Regions from separate parts of the Anas platyrhynchos genome. Here region 2 is linked to region 1. A link is a contact called in public Hi-C data. All regions are on one chromosome and are shown on one strand. Each heading gives the region's core, a stretch centred on a gene start, on an enhancer-like site or on the middle of the called end of the contact. The rest is flanking DNA. Distances are from core to core; before and after follow the strand shown.

What was found. A called contact is a pair of places that touch in the nucleus more often than the background predicts.
Region 2: a Hi-C map of subcutaneous adipose tissue shows a contact between it and region 1, with 2.1 times the contacts expected there. The contact joins the enhancer-like site here to the promoter of HIPK2 in region 1. A contact is called at or near these places in 2 of 8 Hi-C or Micro-C datasets (liver and subcutaneous adipose tissue).

The regions. Positions count from the first base shown.
Region 1 is chr1:59,402,063-59,408,022 of IASCAAS_PekinDuck_T2T, reverse strand. It overlaps HIPK2 (homeodomain interacting protein kinase 2), which reads right to left and starts at 2,231. Exons shown (of 15, transcript XM_027449100.3): 1 at 1,909-2,231. The coding sequence starts at 1,927.
Region 2 is chr1:59,455,660-59,461,619 of IASCAAS_PekinDuck_T2T, reverse strand. The region is part of intron 2 of HIPK2 (homeodomain interacting protein kinase 2); the gene reads right to left. Among named protein-coding and RNA genes, the nearest start is that of HIPK2, 53 kb to the right of the region's middle. Within about 2 kb of position 2,344, at least 5 of the 8 cell types and tissues checked have an H3K27ac peak or open chromatin away from gene starts, as enhancers often do. A contact at or near this core is called in subcutaneous adipose tissue, where this site is marked.

The DNA.
Region 1 (5,960 bases), core at 982-3,481:
GAGAGATCCCCCCATCCCTCGCCGCGCCGGCAGGAACGCAGCAGCTGCCCGCCGCAGCGCTCAGCCAGCCGCCCGGCTCTCCACAGCGGCCTAAATGTCGCCGATGCTCCAGAGGAGGGCCACAGACCGGGCTGCTACACACACACACACGGTACGCTCCGGAGGGAGGACCGTGGTCCCCGTCTCCTTCCAAGGAGGCGATCGCATCCCCTGCGATAAGTTTTTTATCAATGCGCTGCGATATTTCAGGGATTTCTAAGGACCTCTCACGGCAACTCGGAGGCGAGTAACATTCATTAACCCCTCCTCCGCCTGCCTGAAACCTATCCAGAAGCAACTTCACCCGCGAGCACACTGCAGCCAGCACAATCCCCATCCACCTTCGCGCCGCTGGCTGGCTCCTGAGGACTGGCGCAGTCGCCTCCTCCGAGGCTCGAGGCGTGCGGGCAGAGTCCGGCTGGCTGCCTTGGGGTTTTTCCACAGCCTTTCCAGGGAATCTGCTCATACAGCGTGCTTGTCAGGGCGTTATCATTTCCCCCTATACACACACACGGGGCCAGGCTGCTGCTGCACAAGTTTGGGTGCTCCCGGGCACCAAACTTCCAGCACCGCCACCTCCCCGGGACCCAGGGAGGCTGAGAACCCCCCGCCGGGTCCCCGCGGCTCGCCCACGACCCCGTCCCCTCGCGGGGCTCCGCAGCCGGGTCCCGAGCAGCCCCCGGGGGCCGTGCAGGTGGGCTCGGGCGGCGGCGCAGCGGCCTCGGCCTCCCGCTGGAGGCTGCCCGGGGCTCGGGGGGTGCTGGCGGGGCGGCTCGGCCAGCAGAGGGCGCCTCCGGAGGGCCGGCACCGAGCGGCACCCGGGGCCCTCCGCCGGCACCGGCCCCGGCCCCGGCCCCGGCCCGCAGCCGCCGCCGCGCTGGGCCCCTCCGCGCCCCCCGGCGGCGCCGGGCTCCGGCAGACGGGGAGGGGAGGGAGGGAAGGGAAGGGAAAGGAGGGGAAGGGGAGGGGAGGAAGGGAGGGTTTCGGCCTCCCTCCGCTGCCGAAATCGCTCCGTCTTTGTCTCCCGCGGGGTCCCGGCCGTGCGGGGCTGCCCAGGAATAACCCGGCGGGGCGGTAACTTTACACCGCCCCGCTGCCGGGCGCCGCAGCCCGGAGTCGGCTTTCCCCTCGGATTAAGTTTTGCCCAGCCTCAGTCCCACTGCCGGGCCCCCCCCTCCCTTATCTTCCCCTATCCCCCCCCCCCCCCCAGGCACCGGCACCGGGCGGGTTTCCCCCCGCTTTATGTAATGCTCCCCCGGCACCCTGCCGTCAGCGCAGCGCCAGGGGATTTAAACCAAGCCGTTCACACGCATAAATCATCATCATCACCATCATTAATTATTATTTTTTTCAGACACCCCAAAACGTGCACCCCCCCCCAACACACACACACACCCCCTTCGAACCCCACAGAACTAAGTTAGGGCACTTGGTGTCCCCCCCCCCCAGCCGAGCTGACAGCAGGCTGCCGGCAGCCCCGTGCCCCCTGCCCGCTGCCACCGGGGTCCCCGCTCCCTCCCCGTGCTGTGTGGTTTTTTTTGGGGGGGGGGACAACTCCGTGCGAAGGGGCGAGAGGAGCCGGCAGCGAGAGCCTCGCCGAGGCGCAGGGCAAGCTCCGGCCACCTCATTGTTCTGCTCGCCACCGGCACGGACTTCGCCCGCCGCCCCCTCCAGCCCCGCACCCCAGGACGGGGTGCATGGGGTGGGGGGCAACGGGGTGGCGACCCCCGCCCGTCCTCGCTCGCCCCGGTCTCCTCCCCCCCCCCCCCCGGGCTGCAGCCTCCCCGGGGCACGGCGAGCTGCGGGGGGGACCCCCGGTCCCGCGGGAGGGGAGGGCTGGAGGGGAGCCGTGGCGTGCCCGGGGCTTACCTTCGTACATGGGGGCCATCGGTGCAAGGACGCCCGTTATTCATGGCAACGCCGCCACGAACGACGCGAGAGATCGCAGCCCCCCCAAACTCAGCACACATCTGCCATCTTGAGCGGGTGTCTCTCGGCGGAGGCGAAGCTGCCGCCTGCCTTCTGCATCGCCGCCCGCCTCAGCGCGGGGGGAGCCGGGCACATCCAGCCCCGCTGCCGGCCCTCCGACGCGGCCGGGGCGGGCGGGCGAGCGGGCGGGGGGCGGCGGCGCCGGGCCGGGCCGGGGCCGGGGCCGGGGCCGGGGCGAGGCGCGGCGCGGGGCCGGGCAGGGGCGGCGGGCGGCGGGGCCCCCCCGGCTCGGGACGGCGGCGCTGGGGAGGGAGGGAGGGAGGGAGGGAGGGAAGGAGGGAGGGAGAGGGAGGAGGGAGGGAGGGAGAGGGAGGGAAGGAGGGGGGCTGGCGCCGTGCCCCCGCTCTCAGCGCGGCATGGCTGCGTGTGCCGGGGCGCCTGCGAAAGTTGCGCTGGGGGCGAGAGGAAGGGGGGAAGAGAGAGAGAGAGAGAGACGGAGGGAGAGAGAGAGAGGGGAGACGGAGAGGGAGAGGAGGAAAAAAAAAAAAAAAAAAAAAGGGCAAAAAAAAAAAAAAAAGCCAGCGAAGGGAGTTTGCAAATAATCAAGCGCCGATGGCACTGATCGCGGCTTCCCAGAAGGAGAGGGAGCGAGCGAGAGGAACCCTCTGCTGAGATTATGTGGGATCTTGTTTAACAACACATTTCAATCAGGAGAAAAAAGGAACAGTCAACAGAAGTTGGTGAAACACTTCTGTCTTCTCTCCCCCCCCCACCCCCCTCCTCTTTATAGAAAAGAGAGGAAGGGAGGAAAAAAAAAATAGAAAAAGGCAGCTGATTGAAGCTTTGCAATTCACTGGCTGTGGGGATCATATAATTTGAGCTCATGTTTTACAATAGCATGGAAAATTCCTACCTCTCCCCCTCTCCCCAAATAAATCTTCTATTCCCTCAAGGCATTTCACAATCTGGTTCACTGACAAAAGTTCCAGTTTTCCCCTTTTTTTTTTCGTTTAGCTTGCTTTCAGTGTAAATATTTAGCGGATGCATTTAAAATAAACATACGATGTTGCTTTTAGGATTTGGGTTATTTTTTTATTTTTTTTTTTAAATAACCACATCAAAGAAGTGTTTACTTACTGAGATTGACAGCCGCTGCTACCCCTCCCTCCCTCCCCCCCCCCCCATTTTTATTTTGAAGGATCCATCTCCCTCATTCAGCTCTCGCTGTAAGAGCACCAACCCGACCCACATCGTTTTTGTCGATTCATACGGTAAAGCTATAGGCAAAGCCATGTTATCCAGAACCCATTTTTTTTTCCCAAAAGTGGCTTTGCAAAGGAAGGTAAGGCACCAGGTACCGTGACACAAGCAAGGAAGCTGAGACCCATGCAAGACACATGGTGGCAAAGCCTCTGGCAAAGGTGGAAACAAAACCTCAGGCTGCGATCCTGCGTTAGCTGTGTCTGGATCTGCCTGCCTGGAGCTCCTAACTGGTGAGCAGTCTGGGACCAGACTGGGGATGATGAACTCGCTTCATGCCTGCTCTTATGGCCGGTCCTAAAAACGCTGCCACTCGCTGCTGCTGGTGCCAGCCCAAACCTCTCCTACCGCAGCACTGGGTCACGGCGGGGCTGGACACCCGGCTGCCTCCTCTGGATGTCTGGAGGAGGAGGAGGTACACAGTAACTTTTATTGAGGGATTTCAGTGAGGTTCAAGCTGTCCTAACAGCCTCGTGGTGCTAGAGCATGCCTACAGCAGCAGACAAATATGGACCAGGGAACAAACCGCGCTGGTCACCCTACAGAGCTGGATGGCTGTGCCCACACTGCAGAGGTCTTGATCCCCTGGTTCCCCTGGGCCTCACTGCGTGCGAGGTATCCTCTGCATTTTGCATGATTTTTCCCCCTCTTAAAAATGCCTGAGGCACCATGGGGGCTGTCTCCTGTTTGCATTATGTTTACGGCATGAAGGTGATTTTGCGTGCTGACCGCGTTGGGGTTGGGGAGCGGCCAACGGGGCAGGTGGAGGTGTTGGAGGGCACAGGCGGCTGGGCCAGCACTGGAGGACTGCGTACAGCAGAGGGAGCAAAACCTGTTGCGGTCTCATCAGTGCTTCATTTTGAGAGTGATCCCCAGATTAGACACCACCAAACCTGGGAAAGGAATGGAGATGTCTCCAGCTGGATCACCAAGAAGTTCAAGCCAGAGCTGGAGGGCGAGCAGTGCCGACGGCAGCGGTGTGGTCCTTGAGCTTGCTTCTTGCCCCTCTTTTCTCGAGCTGTGCAGACCCTCAGTGTTCGGCTCTCGTCACAAAGCCAATAACTTCACATGTTCCCAAAACGTGTTTCTGGTCATTGTAATTCTGCACCTCTCTCTTCTCCTGTGATTGAGGATATTTTCTATTTTTCGAGGCCACTGATGCTTGTGATCCCGGCCTGTCTCCTTGCCCTTGATCAGAGCAGCAGCTGTGGAGCTCCGTTTCAGAGCCATGAAGGAGAGGCAGAAAAGTATCAGAGAACTGCAGAGGACAAAAACACAGTGGAGGAGCAGGAGAATAAAGCGCCTGGCAGCTTCCTTCCTCGTCATTGCATTTTGCTGCAGCATGGCTTCAGGTTCGCCACAACAACCTTGTAAACCAACAACCTCAGCTGTAAAATGGGGGCGGTGGTCCCTGCTGCAGGAAGGTGCACGGATGGTTTCTTCTCTCTGCCCTCTCAGTTTTACCCTGAGCTATCCTGTAGCCATTGGGCCTGCGTTAAACTGCACTTCATCAATGCTAGCGTGACACCAGAGCTTAAAACATAAAACAAATCCACTCCCCAGCGGAACAAAAGAGGAAGGGGTCAGCAGAGGGGTTCTCAGGACTCACTTTGTGTTGCCTGGGCATGGAAATGGCAACTGTGGTGGCTGGTGGAGCATGAGGGTGACACTGGAGCAGCCAAACCTATGCAGGACCTACCTACACAGCTGTTAAGCTGCCTGGCTCCATAGCACAGGTTATTCTGCCTCTTTTAGGGCAAGGTGCTGAAATAGATGGGCCCAGGACACCAATTCCTGATTGCCTTCCGGTTCAGTTATGCCACAAAAATTATAGATGCTTACCTGCTGGTAACGATAAGAAAGCCAATGGAGATATTTTCACTGACTAGGGCCATTCTCTATGTACATTTAAATGCCAACTGAGGTCGTGGCACATGTGGGTAAACAAAACCAGCCCCAACAGGTCCTGACCTTGGCCCAGACCGGCTGCTGAAGCCCGGTGCAGGGAGGAAGCTCTCAGAGTGTGGGCATGCAGAAGGAGCACGCCTTCACCCTCCTGGGCACAGCCTTTCTCCTCAGCTCACCCAAGGGCCTTCTGCGGGAGCCTCCTTCTGGGGGAGATTCGGGACTTGTGCTTTGGAGCTGGGGGTACAACCCATTGCTGCCCTTTGCCATTGCTGTGCACAGATAGTGATGCATTCAGGAGGTGGCTCAGCTCTACCACCTGCTTTCTGATCTCCCCCAGGCTGAGCAGCCACACAAGGACATTTGCCTTGGTCATCTGCACCCCACCTGGGTCAGACCATGCAGAGGCTGTCTTACTGGCACGGGAGACATTGTCTGCTCTGTGAATGTATGTGACTGACAGGGCATGGTGCTAAAATTTTGAATCCACAGAGGTTTTCCCACCCCAACAGAGTATTTCTTCTCTTTGGCCCCTTCCCCCAGGAGAGGATGGCGAGCCAGTGCTGGAGAAGCACATTTCAATGTGTCATCACACGATTTTTCACTTCTCCATTTGCCTGCCATAAACACACTCGTGGTCAGCGGGCAAGCACGTAGACTGCTTGTAAACGTCATGGTCCTGTTGGGGAAAACTGTGCACCATCGGGGCAGCAGGACCGCCAGCTACATCCTCTATGAGCATCGGGCAGCGGTGGCTGGGAGCAAGCCTGGGACAGGAGCGGTGGCTTTTGTGCCATGGCCCAGGGGCACTTGCTCCTATTTCTGCC
Region 2 (5,960 bases), core at 1,095-3,594, 53 kb before region 1:
GAGTCTTTCACATAAAACTAAAGTCACTGGTTTGAATCTGACCCGTATCAGTGGTGTCTGAAACTGGCTACAGCTGGAAGGCTGTTGGCATCCTGTCTGACAGGGCTGGTAGTATCAGCCTGATTCCTGGAAGACAAATACACCCGCTGTGTTGGTAGTTTGCACAGGGAGGTCAAGACTCAACAAGGAATAAATTTTGAACTTCCTTTCCGTGCGTGCTCTTTGTCCTGCCAACGCAGCCGGCGGCAGTGGTTGGTAGGCTCTTAAGGCCAGCGAGTACAAGGTACTTTCATGGATCGTGATAAACCTACCCAGCTGGGTTTAATTGAAAATATTCTGTATCATTTAATCCACTTTCACAAGCTATCTTCCACAGCCTTGTGAACCAGGACTTACACATGACACTGATGTCTCCAAGAGAACATGCTGGAAGAGTCCATCCCTCCCACACCATACAATAAAATGTTAAATCTGATGATTATCCCTGAAGAAGTAGGGAAAAAAAACCAAAACAAAACACCAAAACCATCCATCTGTAATCTGCCCTTCCCCCATCTCCCTAGGCCATAAACAATTCTGTCAGTTGAGTTTCCCAGACAGCTCAGCATTAGTGAACGCATTCCCCCACAAAAGAAAAAAAAACACAAAAAAAAAAAAAAAAAAAACAAAAAAAAAAACACAGGTACACAAATCCCCCATCCCCTTTGTTTGGGTACAAACACTTAGTTTGGGCAAGGCAAGAACTCACCCCTGATGCTCCCTCTGAAACTCAGCTCAGAGACCAGAGGTCTCTGACCAGGCCACAGCAGGAGCAAAATGAGGTGGGGAAAACCCAGTTTTTAATTGATACCAAACTAAAGCACGGTTCAGATCAAATCTCATTTTACTGGGATGTTCAAACCTCCTGCCAGCACTCAAACTGCTCTGGCTTTAGTCCATTGTACAGCAGCATGCTGATCACCTTAAAAATCTTATTAATCTGATGAAGAGTGCTCCCTAGACCTTACTTTCTGTAAAGTGCTGAGCTGCTCATCAGCCCTTACCAAAAATCACAGAAATAAAGCCTGATCCTCCCAGCGTGAGCTACAAGCTTTGCCCCTTCCTCACTGAGGCAGCAAACTCCGCTGGCTTGCTCCTGTTCACACAGCCCTGCACATGCTCAATAACACCATTGATTTTGTTTGTGCAGGCAGAGAGAATCCAATTTTAAAAAGCCACATTGATTCCCACCCATTAAAAACAGAGCAAGCTGCAGCATTCGCTAAATGGATAGAAAAAGACTGAGGTCAGGGTGGAGGGGTGGGAATAATGTCATTACTACAAGCTCGTTCTGAAGGACAGTTGCAGAAACAGACAATAAAATAGTAACCGTTTGACTTCACATTATTTGTTGTAGTTTCTAAATTACAAAAATAGTAATTCTACAACCTGGGAGTGCCCCAGCACCGAGAAGGAGATGCAAAACTGAAGGCATCCAAGAGCATGTAGCTGTGATTAGTTGATTTGGAGCATGAAAACGCACACACACGCAGCAAGAGAGGGCACAGATACAGGAACCGAGACAGCAGCAGTATCTGCAAAGGGCCCTGTCTGCTTTTCAGTTCTTTGTTTTCATACATTAAACAAACAGAGCCATTGCACAGGTCACTGAGGACCTTCCTTCTGCTTCCATGGCCCCAGCTGCACCACAGACAAAAACTATTATTATTCTCTAATGGCTGCACCTTTTGGACAATGATTCAGTGTTTTTCCCCCCCTCTCTTCTGTGCAGTGCCACTTAGTCTTTTGCTTCATTTTATGTTTTAGTTGCACACTCTTGAAATCTTCATGTAGCAACTAAGCATCGATGAGGAAGCTGTGAGTGGGAGCTCCTGCTTTTCGCTGCAGCTGCTCGCTGTGGGTAGGTCCTGGGAATGGATGGATGCTGCTGCAGCGGTGAGGGGCTGGGAGAAGCTGCTGAGTAGGGAGGGATGTGGTGGTGGTGGTGCAGCCCCTGGGGGCACTTCCCCACCCCAAATCTGGGAGCATGAGCTACAGACAGCCCCGATGCAGGGAGCCACAGCTGGTCAGTGACCAGCAGGCACAGCCTGGAGCGTGCCCACACCCCACGCTCGATGTAGTGGCTGAGCTTCAGTCAAACTCCACATGCCAGCAGGCCGTGAGGCTGCCCACATGTTGCAGAGCAGTCACTCGTCTTCCCAACTTAGTCGGAGGATGTGAGCAGGCAGGCGCTTGCTAGCACCGCTGAGGCTTTCGTAATTGGTCCCAGCTGGTTAGTCGTAACATGCCTTGTTGTTGAGCAACCACCTACTAACGCTGTCAGACATTCCCTGGTTGCATAAGGAGGGCTAGTTATCGTTATTAATTACGCACTGCCATGGGCCTGTGCCACACCGCACAGATAAGAAAGCCCTTAAGCTCCCAGCCAGTCATGCCCTCAGTGTGCAGGCTCCCCCCAGCACCATGGGAAGCAAGCTCAGGCCTTGCAGCAGCCACGGCCATCTCCTACCCTTCCTACCATGGTTTTGAAGCGACTTGGTCCTCCCTCCCCTGCTGGCAGCCAGCAGGGGCCAGGCCAGCTAGGCCACCACAGCAGCCATCTTGTGGAAGCCATGGTGTGTCGTTGTGTGGGCACGCAACCAAGAGCACCGCCGCCATTTCAAAGCATCGTGAAGAGATATACCCCATCGCATGGCCACATCACTGACAGGAGACATAACAGCAGCACAGCTTGAAGCCTAACCTTAAACCTACAAGAGGAAACGACATAGAAAGCAAACATGCTGTTCTTGGTGCAGAAGGGAAAGACCCAACAACATGGATCCCTCTCAGGAGGGAAAATGAGGCAGAAGCATGGGGGAAATGCAATGGAAGTGGCTATTCTACAAGCTGCCTGAGCCTACCAACAGCTCTGAAGATTTAAATCAGCATTTCCCAGCCTCCCTGCTTCCCCAGCTCTAGGTCCTCACTCACCATTCAATTTGAACTGTGCAAAACAAACAAACAAAAAAGAATAATAATCAGGGGCATTTTGTGCAGGAAGAACAAGCAGCATCTTTTTTCTTCCCTGTCAGTGGACCACCTTGACATCCCCCTTGCAAAACTGAGGACTGTAGTTATGTGCTGCATGCAAGATCCTTACATGCCTTAAAATGCCATTTTGAGGGCAGTAATCCATTTCTGTAGCCACAGGCTAACGTAAAAGCTGTGAGCTTGTCTAGGAGCTGGAGCTCCAGGGCTGTTTGAAAGCACACACCTTGAGCTGGAAATTAATCTCTTCAAATCCCACGTGAAACCACATGGCAGAATTGGGCTGAGAGGAGCAGTTCACGTTGCTGTATCAGCTGCCTCAAGCAACCCTGACCTTTGCCATCCATGGCTTTTATCAGAACTAAACTCTGTTGCCCTGGGTTTGCTCCTGCTGCTTCTCTCCCAACTTCTGTATTTGCTACCCTCCAGACCCAAGAAGCGCACTGAGGCTGTTAGGAAAATACCCTGACAACTTACAGGTAGGACAGGCACTACCGCACTTCTCCAGCTGCTGGGCAGAAGCAGCTGGGGAGATTTCTTCAACTCTCTCTGAGGAGGAGGCTGAAGGCTTGGACTCGTTCAAGGTCTCCATGGAAAAACACCCACCACCAAGGTCAGAGGTTGGCAACCGTGTCACAACACCGTGCTGCCAAATGCTGCAGGTTGGTCCTTCAGCTTCAATGTGAGCTATCTCCCTTTGCACACACAGTGCCTCTGATTGCCACACAGGAACATTTCACACCCGTTTACCACCACTCCTCGCTTTAACACCAGTTCAGATCATGCTTTAATGTTACCCATGCCTTTGGAAGCAAAGAGGGCAATTTGCAGAAGCTTAAGTTTAGTTTCTTTTGTGCTAGATCATAGATACTGATGCAAAAAGGTAATTCTCTAAATCTAACAAACGTTTAAAGTTTATTCTCAGTGGATTTATATAGACATAAATATACAGATTAAAAACAAGTAACACTTTGGGGGCTTTTTATTACCGTCTAAAGTAGCCAGGAACATGGACATTTTCTCTCTCTTTTCTATCTGCTTTCTTCCAACTGCACAGTTCAGAGACTTCATACAGATCAGAGACAAAGTTCAAACCAGCACTGACAATTTCATTAAAAAAAAATTGTGTTTTCTTATGTTCTTTACTCTTTTATTGCTATTTTCAAAATGAAGAACAGACCCTATCAAAGTGCTAAGGGCTGAAAACATAACTCTAAACCTGTCTCTAAATGATACACGAAACCCAACTTTGTGCCAATCCATTTTTATCATCTCTTTGTGGCCATAACAAAGCTGAGAACAAGAGCTAAACAATAGAGAGAAAAGAATAATTTCAACATAATTTTTTTTCTGAAAGTAACAATCGGTGGCAATAACAAGAACCCATTCAGAAGACAAAATGTTATCTTCCAACCCAGTTAGCATGTCTTTCTTCCTCTCACTCATTATATATCTCGCACATCACGCTATATTTTGACCTCGCTTACAAAGGAATACGCTTGGAAGCGACATCTCCATACGCGTATCAGCACAGCTACGTAGGCTCCAGCCCATGCTACCTCTCCCTTCCTGGGTCCCTCACACACCTGCTACGAGGAGATAGGTGTTATCAAAGAAACCTGCAGAAGAGCTTTACAGGAACAATGACATGGCAAGCTTATCCTTTTGTTTGTACTCATGCAGCCCTCCTGAACCGCTGATTTACATTGCTAACAATGGCAGGAGCTATATTTTTGACAGCTACGGGGACAAGACCTCTTAGGTAAACTTTATTTATTTTGTTTTAGATACAGACCTGCACCATTACTTCCTTTTACCTGCCGAAACAACTGGCAGTGTTTCATCGTTAACTTTTTCAGCATAGTAACCAGGAAATTCAGCTAGCCTCAGCTGAATGTGTTTACCTTTTAGATTTCATCTGTCCCTCTTAATATTGTTTTGAGGGTCAGGGAAATATTCCATTACCCTCTTGGATGACTACCCTGTTTGCAGCCTCCCACTGGCAAGCAAAACATTCTTTTGGGGAAGGAAAAAAAAAAAGTTTCCATTTATTTTGTCTAAGCCATCAGATCCTCCTTCCACCCCTACCACCCTGGACTTTCTTTCCAGTGCCCAGCTCCACGTGGAAGCAACTGGTTGAAGCAGGAGCCCTGACCGAGGAGGACAGGAGGAAGGTCAGCAGCTCTCCTGCACGCCAGCTGTCCCCCAGCCGTGCGTGCTAACCCCTGCAGTCACGTCTCCCAGCGCTACCTTTCTGTTTGAGGGCTGTTTGTACTCTGCTACCCTTCTGTCTGAGGGCCTCAGCCACAAAAATGATTGTGTGTTAGGTGCTGTAAACACAGCCCCCGCTGCAGAAAACACAGCTTCTGGGGAAGGCAGCCTAAGGTAAACAGCAACAGACACCTCCGGGTGGACGGGGAGAAAACGTGGTATTGCTCAGCAGTACTAGCACGAGTGAGCTCATCCCAAGACTTCCAGTTAAAGACACCAACTCATTGCAGTACCGCTCCTGTTACCAAGTTAACCGAAACCTCACTAGTTTTCTGTTGCCTGCTTTTATGTGAGCACCAGCTTCTGGAACAGACAATTTTCCCAGTTCTCCAACACTTCAGGTGGTGAGCGTCCTGGGTTCAGGAGCTGAGCAAGTCACCAAAGTAATCCAAGATGCTCCAAGCCTTCTGCAAAGGGAAAAGCTCAGTGATGACACTAAGAAACGTCCAGCACTTCTCACATCCCATTGCACTATGCTTATGCTTGAGAGGTTCTGCTTGGAACCTGCTACACATTGCAGTGGTTGGCAAAAATGAAAAGAAAAAAAAAATATATGAGGAAGAGTTAACCCAAATTCTTGATTCAAGTTCTCTTCAGTCAGACCCAGGTCAAACCCCCTGTACCTTACCCTGCATCCACCCTCCACACTGAGCCTTTTG